2 separate regions of the Triticum aestivum genome follow, and region 1 is linked to region 2. The links are chromatin contacts, called in public Hi-C maps. All regions are on one chromosome and are shown on one strand. Each heading gives the region's core, a stretch centred on a gene start, on an enhancer-like site or on the middle of the called end of the contact. The rest is flanking DNA. Distances are from core to core; before and after follow the strand shown.

Region 1 (4,193 bases), core at 773-3,272, 800 kb after region 2:
GCACGCCGGCCGAGAGAGCGCCGCCCGTCTGTCCGTCTGCATTGATGGCATGCGGTTGCCGAGGCGTCTCCTCTGGCGCCACCCGTCTGTCCCTCTGCCACCCGCCGGTGCTATATAAACTGTTGCCCCGGTGCCCCGGCCATAGCCAAAGTCATCTCTCTCCGCACCACTCCCCACCATGGATCCCTTCGCGGCCAAAGTTCTCTAGGGTGGGCTAACGTCGGAATAGAATAAGGCCATGGCCGCCATTGCTGCCGACTGGCAGGCCGGCAGGCGGCTGGAGGATGCCTCTGACGATGACGTGCAAATGGAGGACACCTCCGACGACGAGCCAGCACCACCCTCCTCTCCTCTGCGGCACCCTCCTCCTCCGCTCCACCCTTGCCGGTGCATTGCACCACGACCATTGGTGAGGCCCGTGCCCATTATATGGACATGGTGCGGGAGGAACAGTTCTAGGAGGCGCAGGCCGACACCAACTGCAACCACAACCTCCTCCAGGAGCATCTGCAAGCGGAGGAATAGGTCGCCGCCGGCAGGGCGGTCGCGCCGGACGCAGACCTGGCGAAGCAGGTGGCGCTGCTCGAGTCGTACCGCTTCGCGCACGGATCCGCCTCGCCCGCTGGCGGTACCGGCAGTGGGTGGCGGAGAAGGCGGCCGCCGGCAAGGAGTGCGACGACGACGCGGGCGAGACATTGTTCGGCGACACCGACGACGAGGAGTTCGCACCCTCGCGCCACAACCACGAAGAAGCCGGCACGTCCGTGGGCGTCGCCGACAGTGAGGAAGAGTAGTGCACGGTAGGTCGCCGCCGCTTGTGCCCCAGGAAGGCCGTCGCTCCTCCCCTCCCGTCGACACCAAGCTTGGTGGGATCACCATCTTCGGCCGATTAGTCGCTTGGCGGCGATGTGGAGGCGAACAACTTCAGTTCCCGGGGCTCCGGAGGAGGAGGTTACTGAGGCGGAGCTGGAGAGTGCCGAGTCGGAAGTGGAGTTGGTGAAGCTTCAGTTCTCGGGGCTGATGGCCAGACACGGGGAACGGGTGCCGCCGTGCCGGCGACCATTTAGATTAGGTATTAACTATATCTTTAGAGTCAGACTAGCATCCCTTTGATGTAAATATAATGAAATCCGTAATGTTTATATAGAATCCGGCCTTATTTGCACGAATTTCATTCGGTTTATCGAAAAAGAGTTTGAAATATATACTACTAGCATTGGATGTCGTCCTCCCGCATCCGTATCCTCGGACTGGTTCCTGTCCGCGGACAGACGTGGAAGGATTTTTACGGGTTGCCATTTGAGATACCCTGACCCACCGTTTCCTGCCAGTTTGCACGTACCTCCAGCACTCCCCGTGTTAAAATGCTGCAGACAGAACCGTGTCAATCTTCTCCACGTTTGTGTGCCTATTTGTCTGTTTAGTTGCAGATGCTAATCCTGTCCCCGGTATTCAGAGATTCGGCTGATCACTTTCCCTTTTGTTGTTTACCACGGATTACGTTTGTTAATAGAATCGCGGCTCAGTTTGTCCCCATCTCCAGCCAAGTGGCGCAGATCTAATCTGATCCCGGCCTTTTTTGCCCTTTCCCCCAATATTTTTGGCCCATAATCCGCCCCCATGCACCCCGAATTTCCCACCTTGGACCCTGACCGCTCGGCCGTTTTGACCGGCGCGGCAGCGGCATGCAGCACGTAGTAGCAAGCTGCCGGCCAGAGCGCGCGCCGGCTGCCGTGGCACCGACAGGCGACAGCCCAGGCCGCAGCCCAACCGCACGCAACGAATACACCGACGTGCGCCGAACTCCTTCGCCTCGCCACGCACCGCGCCCACGCACGTTGATCTCATCTCGCCAGAAGCAGCGCCGAAGCGTCCGTCCAAACCCGGCACCGGCTCCGCTGCTCGTTTCGGTTCACCACGGCCGGGCGGGCGGGTCGGTCGTGTGCGCGCCTGTGCGCGTCTCGGGGCGCCAAAGAAGCGTTTTTTATTCCGCCGGGTCGGGCGGTAGGAGGGGTCGACGCGGCGGTGGCGAGGCTACAAATAAACAAAGCGGGGGAGGGGGAGCTCGTATCGTATCCTGGAGCGCGAGAGCGAGCGACGTGGTGAGCTGTTCTTCCCCCCTCCCCTCTTCGTGGCCTGCTAGTCTGCGTGCTCTGGCGGGTGCGTCCGTCCGTCCTCCAGGGGGGCTATTAAGGGCGTCCAGCTGATGTCCTCTATGAGCGGGTAAAGCGGCGCCGAGGAGGAGCAGGAAGAAGCGCCATTCTTCGTGGGCTGCCTGGGAGAGTTCTTGGCTGCTGCTGCTGCTGTCGTTTGTCTGAGGTCGGAGGTTGACCAAGGGTGGCAATGGCGCCGTCGTTCTGGGGGAGGGAGGCGAGGCTGAGCGACGGGGGCGGCGGGACGCCGGTGGTGGTCAAGATGGAGAACCCCAACTGGTCGATTTCGGAGATGGAGCAGGAGGCGGTGCCGGGGTCGCCGGCGGGGCTGGCGGCCGGCAAGGCCGGGCGCGGCAAGAACGCGCGCCAGATCACCTGGGTGCTGCTCCTCAAGGCGCACCGCGCGGCGGGGCGCCTCACGGGGGCGGCCTCCGCGGCGCTCGCCGTCGCCGCCGCCGCGCGCCGGCGGGTGGCGGCCGGACGGACGGACGGGGACGCCGCGCCCGGGGAGAGCACGGCCCTGCGCGCGCGCTTCTACGGCTGCCTCAGGCTCTTCGTTGTGCTCTCCATGCTGCTGCTCGCCGTCGAGGTGGCCGCCTACCTCCAGGGCTGGCACCTCCAGATGCCCGAGATGCCCGAGATGCCGGGCCAGCTCGCCATGGACGGCCTCCTCGCCGTCGACGGGCTCGCCGCCTCCGCCTACGCCGGCTGGATGCGCGTCCGCCTCCAGTACATCGCGCCGCCGCTGCAGTTCCTCACCAACTCCTGCGTCGTGCTCTTCATGATCCAGAGCGTCGACCGCCTCGTCCTCTGCCTCGGCTGCCTCTGGATCAAGCTCCGGGGCATCAAGCCCGTGCCCATCGCCGCCGACAAGGACGACGTCGAGGCCGGCGACGAGGACTTCCCCATGGTCCTCGTGCAGATGCCCATGTGCAACGAGCGAGAGGTAAGCTCCAATCATCATCTGCTTCTTGCTTCCCAATCGATCTTGAGCTGCAATTGGAGCTTCAGTATTCGACTAGGACAGCCTAAATTCCAGGTAGAGTGGGGGAAGATGCTACCGTCTGGGGATTCGGGTTAAGCGTAGACTGCATTTTGTTCGGATCTTTGTCCTGACTTCTCCAACCACAACTCTGATGCTCTCTGACGTTGATGTGTTCGTACTTCATATGAATCTCATACCAACAACAAACTCCGTGATTTGCTTTACAAAAGGCCGAATTTGGTTTGCGGTTGGGATTCATATCATCTCTACTTTCTTTAAGGCACACTTATTAATCCAAATCTCGGACTAGAACTTTGTCGTCACCGGTCACCAGATAATAATTGAGGAGGCATGTGATTGGAGATCAAGGTGACAAGCTATGGCGCACTACTTAATTTGGGAAGTGGCTAAGAAAAGATACTAAAATTTTCAATCAACTACTAGTACACTTCTTTTGGGAAAATCTTATAGGTAATTTGTTGTTGTAAAAAGTTGTAGTCCGGTTCAATAAACTTATTTCATTTGGATGTCTGCAGGTCTACCAGCAATCCATTGGCGCAATTTGCGCTCTCGACTGGCCAAGGTCAAATTTCTTGGTGCAGGTGCTGGACGACTCCGATGATGCTACCACCTCGGCGCTCATCAAGGAGGAGGTTGAGAAATGGCAGCGGGAGGGCGTGCGCATAGTATACAGGCACCGGGTGATCCGGGACGGATACAAGGCTGGAAACCTCAAATCAGCAATGAACTGCAGCTATGTGAAAGACTATGAATACGTTGTCATCTTCGATGCCGATTTCCAGCCACAGGCGGATTTCCTGAAGCGCGCCATGCCCCATTTCAAGGTTTGACTCGACTGAGCAATTCTTACTGATGTGGTTGTATTGCTGCTTCATTTATCTGACATTCAATCCTATCAGTTATGTTTTTGTCCTGACAAATTCGATGTGCAACCTACAGGGGAAGGACGATGTTGGGTTGGTTCAGGCAAGATGGTCTTTCGTGAACAACGATGAGAACCTGTTGACTAGATTACAGAACATAAACCTGTGCTT
Region 2 (4,104 bases), core at 1,579-4,078:
TCCATCCAGCTGGTCAGAAAACATACCCGAGAAGAACACTAGGTATACTGACATAACTGTAATGAATATTGCATGGACAGTGGACATCCCCCTAGAAGATAAAACATCATAAATATTATGTATAACAAAGGAGGGAGTTGGATACTAAGTTGTAAAATTAATCTCACCTGTTGTTCCATTCGATCTTCTGCATATTGTTAAGAGAAGCATAACCTTTGAAGTTAAATGAACTGATAATGCGCGTGAAATCATAGGCCTGAGATAACAAACACAAATAATGTTATGTGATAGTCAAGAAACTTCTACAATGATTGAAGTTCAGGTATGATAAATGCATTTTCGAAGTTCCATTGAGAATTAAGGTTCACAGAGACAACGCATGCTAGAAATCATGTTCATTGCTAGTATCACACTACTCTATTGCAGCAAGCTACTCAAAGAATACCTTCTATACTAAGTTAGCTCAGTAAAAATTCATCTGCGTTAGCTCAACCAATATCCGTTTGCGTTAGCTTAACCATAACATGGTGTGGCTTTAGGCTGTATCGCATTTGACCTTAGCTTATAAAGTCATAATGAATACTGAACTGAGGTCAAACAAATGAAATATATCTACAAATAAATACAAACCTTAATAAGCAATTATGTACTGCTAAGCAAAATTTCTTCGTTCAACTGGTGGCTGGCGCCTGATCTACACTCATCAGTGTAATCATGGTTTGGAAGGGCGAATAAAACCAATACGAGTCAAACTCAAAATTTATTTGTGTTAGCTCAACCAAAAATACGTATGAGTTAGCTCAACCAAAATCCGTTTGAGTTAGCTCAACCAAAATCCGTTTGCGTTAGCTTAACCATAACATGGTGTGGCTTTAGGCTGTATCGCATTTGACCTTAGCTTACAAAGTCATAATGAATACTGAACTGAGGTCAAACAAATGAAATATATCTACAAATAAATACAACCTTAATAAGCAATTATGTACTGCTAAGCAAAATTTCTTTGTTCAACTGGTGGCTGGTGCCTGGTCTACACTCATCAGTGTAATCACGGTTTGGAAGGGTGAATAAAACCAATACGATCAAACTCAAAATTTATTTGTGTTAGCTCAACCAAAGATGCGTTTGAGTTAGCTCAACCAAAATACATTTGAGTTAGCTCAACCAAAATCCGTTTGCGTTAGCTTAACCATAACATGGTGGGGCTCAAAGCCGCATCACATTTGACCTTAGCTTATAAAGTCACAGTGAATACTGAACTGAGGTCAAACAAATAAAGTATATCTGCAAATAAATACAAAACCTTAATAAGCAAATATGTACTGCTAAGCAAATTTTCTTTGCTCAACTGGCGCCTAATCTACACTCATCAGTGTAATCACGGGTTTGGAAAGGGTGAATAAAACCAATACGAATTGACATGTTACAGAAAAAAAAAACTCAAAATATAATGAGAACATTTTCTAATTAATAGATTAAAGTTGAGCGCCCACATGAAACTCAGTAAGTCAAACTACATGAACATGAAAAGAAGTTTAACACATTTTTTGCCCAATCAACATGCTACACAAAAAGGTTATTGCACGGTTACTAGTAGAGTGGTCATAAGACTTAACAGAACAAGGGTGAATGACATTACCAATTTGCACATCAGGATCCCCCCGAGCACAGCAGCGTATGGAGCATACGAGTCTGCGAGCAAGTAGTCCCTGACAAGAACCTCTTTGTACTTGTAGGCTTTAAATGCCATGGCTGGAGCCGCAGGCACATCCATATCCAGATTTCTGGCCACTCAACAGCCTAATGAAGAAAGCAGACAGAGATATTTAAGTAGCAGCAGTTACTAATTGAGAATGTGCATGCATGAAAGCTCACAGGACTAATGAGCATTTCGCGATATCTACAATTATGGTGTCCCGGCCCAATTATCTCCAGCCAGGTACAGCAAACAACCTTCCATCACATGGGTAACGGATCAACGATTTCAGGAGACAAATCGCTATCAGAGAAGACATGTTTTGTTTTGATTCTTCTACAATTAGTACTCAAGAGAAGACGAAAAGTGGAAGTAAACGCCAGCATTTAGCCCTGTCCCATGCAAATGCAACCAACTGTAGTAAAAGTGAAGTTCCGCTGCAATCAGGGGAAAACCAGGCTTGAACTGGTAGAAAGTAGGTACAGTATCCATCCATCCAGGACGGTAACAAGCAGCAGACGCGCTGCCCGTGGACTGTGTGTGAGGTGGCCAAGCCAGCGCGTGCTAGAACTACAACTAATAAAAGATCAGGCGCAGCAGCGTCTCTACCGTCGATCCCACTCCCCCAACATACCAGAGGTTCAAAAAAAAAAAGAGGTTTAACCGAGCTCCCCAAATCCCCCGCGGGAAACCGCCGCCAGGACCGGGTCTGCCCTCTTTCAATCTCCACAGATTAGTCGGAATCCAAGCTTCCAGTTCCAGTCCTCCAAGCACGCGAGCAGAGCAAGCTGAAGCGCAGAAGGAGCGGGGCAGGGGGGAGGGAGGGGGAGCTCACCTGACCGACCTGAGCGTGGCGAGGCGAGGTTGCGGGGAGCGGAGGAGCTTGTGGTCGCCGCGGGGCCTGGTTGGGGTTGGGGTTGGGCTGGAGGGGAAGCGAGCGCGGCGGATTCCTTGTCTCCTCCTCTGGTGGTAGTCCTCTTGGCAAAGCTTTGCTTGTGTCCCAGTTCTTGCTTGGCTATTGGAGGGGAAGGGTGGGGTGGGAGCGAGGAGAAAGCGCTGGACTGGATGGAAGGAATCCGCAGACGAGACGATGCCCACGGGCCACGGCAAGAGAGAAAATTCCGGGAGAAGGATTTCGCTCCACGGCAGGAGCATTATTGCGACGCGGCCGGAGCAATAAATAATGCAAAGTGCTGTCGCGGCCGGAGAAATAAGTTAATTAAATAAATACGAGTATATAAACAAATAAATAAAGTACGATGCTAGTTTTCTTTTCGAGAAACTAGTAGTACACGGCGATCGGAACGGGTCGCGAAGCCTCGCTCGCTCGTTCGTGCGCGTCCCCGGCCGCGACACGTGGCATCACTTCGTTCCGCCGGTGCAAATAAACAAGTTCATGAATGGTTTTCATTAAATTAGTTTTTTTCTAACACGGTATACCTTTTTTTAGAAAACATCCGACCTATGCGTCTTCGATCATTACGACAAACACCAGAAATAATAAAAATTACATCCATATCCCTTGATTACCTAGTGACGACTACAAGTACTGAAGCATTGCCCCTCCCTTGCCGGAGCCGGGCAAAACTTGTGGCAGTAGACAGTCGGTAAGTCGTCGTGCTAAGACCACATAGGACCAGCGTAGTAGAACAGCAGCCGCCGTCGATATATAGTACTCCCTCCGTTCCATAATGTAGTGCCTATAGATTTTTGCGAAAGTCAAACATTACAAACTTTGACCATATTTATAGAGAAATGTAGGTACATCTAGAATACCAAATGCACATCATTGGATACATCATGAGTTATATTTTCAGAATGTACATGTTTGATATTGTAGATGTAGACTGTTTTCTCTATACACTTGGTTAAAGTTGGCAAAGTTTGACTTCCACAAAAATCTATAGGCACTACATTATGGAATGGAGGGAGTAGCGTAGATCGGAAGGATCCAACCTGAAAACACATGAACATAGACGAACTACGACTAGATCCAAGCAAATCCACCAATTACAGATCCGCCGAAGGCACACCTCCACGCGCTCACCGATGATGCTAGACACACCATCGAAACAGGGGCTAGGTGGGGAGAATCTTATTCCATCTTCAGGGAGCCGCCGCCGTCTCGTCTTTCTGAGCAGGACACAAACTCTAACAAAACGCGAAGATATAAATAAAAAGAAAGCCCTCTGGCCGACGAAGGCCGAGATCCACCGCGCCGCCATGGCCCTAAGGCCATCGAAGATGAGGCAGACCGACGGCGGTGCCGGCGGGAGGCAGGGGAACCCTAGACTTTTCTTGGGGGAGGCAGGCCGATTGTGTTGGAACCAGAGCAGGAAACGGAAGGGTCCCTAACATGGTGTACTTACAAACATAGATGCCCACATACCCTATTACCACATTCAAAG

Evidence for each region. Hi-C and Micro-C count contacts between places; a contact is called where the count stands out from the background.
Region 1: a Hi-C map of leaf shows a contact between it and region 2, with 2.8 times the contacts expected there. The contact joins the promoter of LOC123182606 here to the promoter of LOC123182605 in region 2. A contact is called at or near these places in 2 of 5 Hi-C or Micro-C datasets (both in leaf).

Annotation. Positions count from the first base shown.
Region 1 is chr1D:427,090,669-427,094,861 of IWGSC CS RefSeq v2.1, forward strand. LOC123182606 (probable xyloglucan glycosyltransferase 7) reads left to right here and starts at 2,023. Exons shown (of 5, transcript XM_044595241.1): 1 at 2,023-3,099; 2 at 3,675-3,983; 3 at 4,099-4,193. The coding sequence starts at 2,344.
Region 2 is chr1D:426,287,747-426,291,850 of IWGSC CS RefSeq v2.1, forward strand. It overlaps LOC123182605 (TLC domain-containing protein 4), which reads right to left and starts at 2,829. Exons shown (of 9, transcript XM_044595239.1): 1 at 2,532-2,829; 2 at 1,640-1,800; 3 at 168-256; 4 at 1-91. The coding sequence starts at 1,774.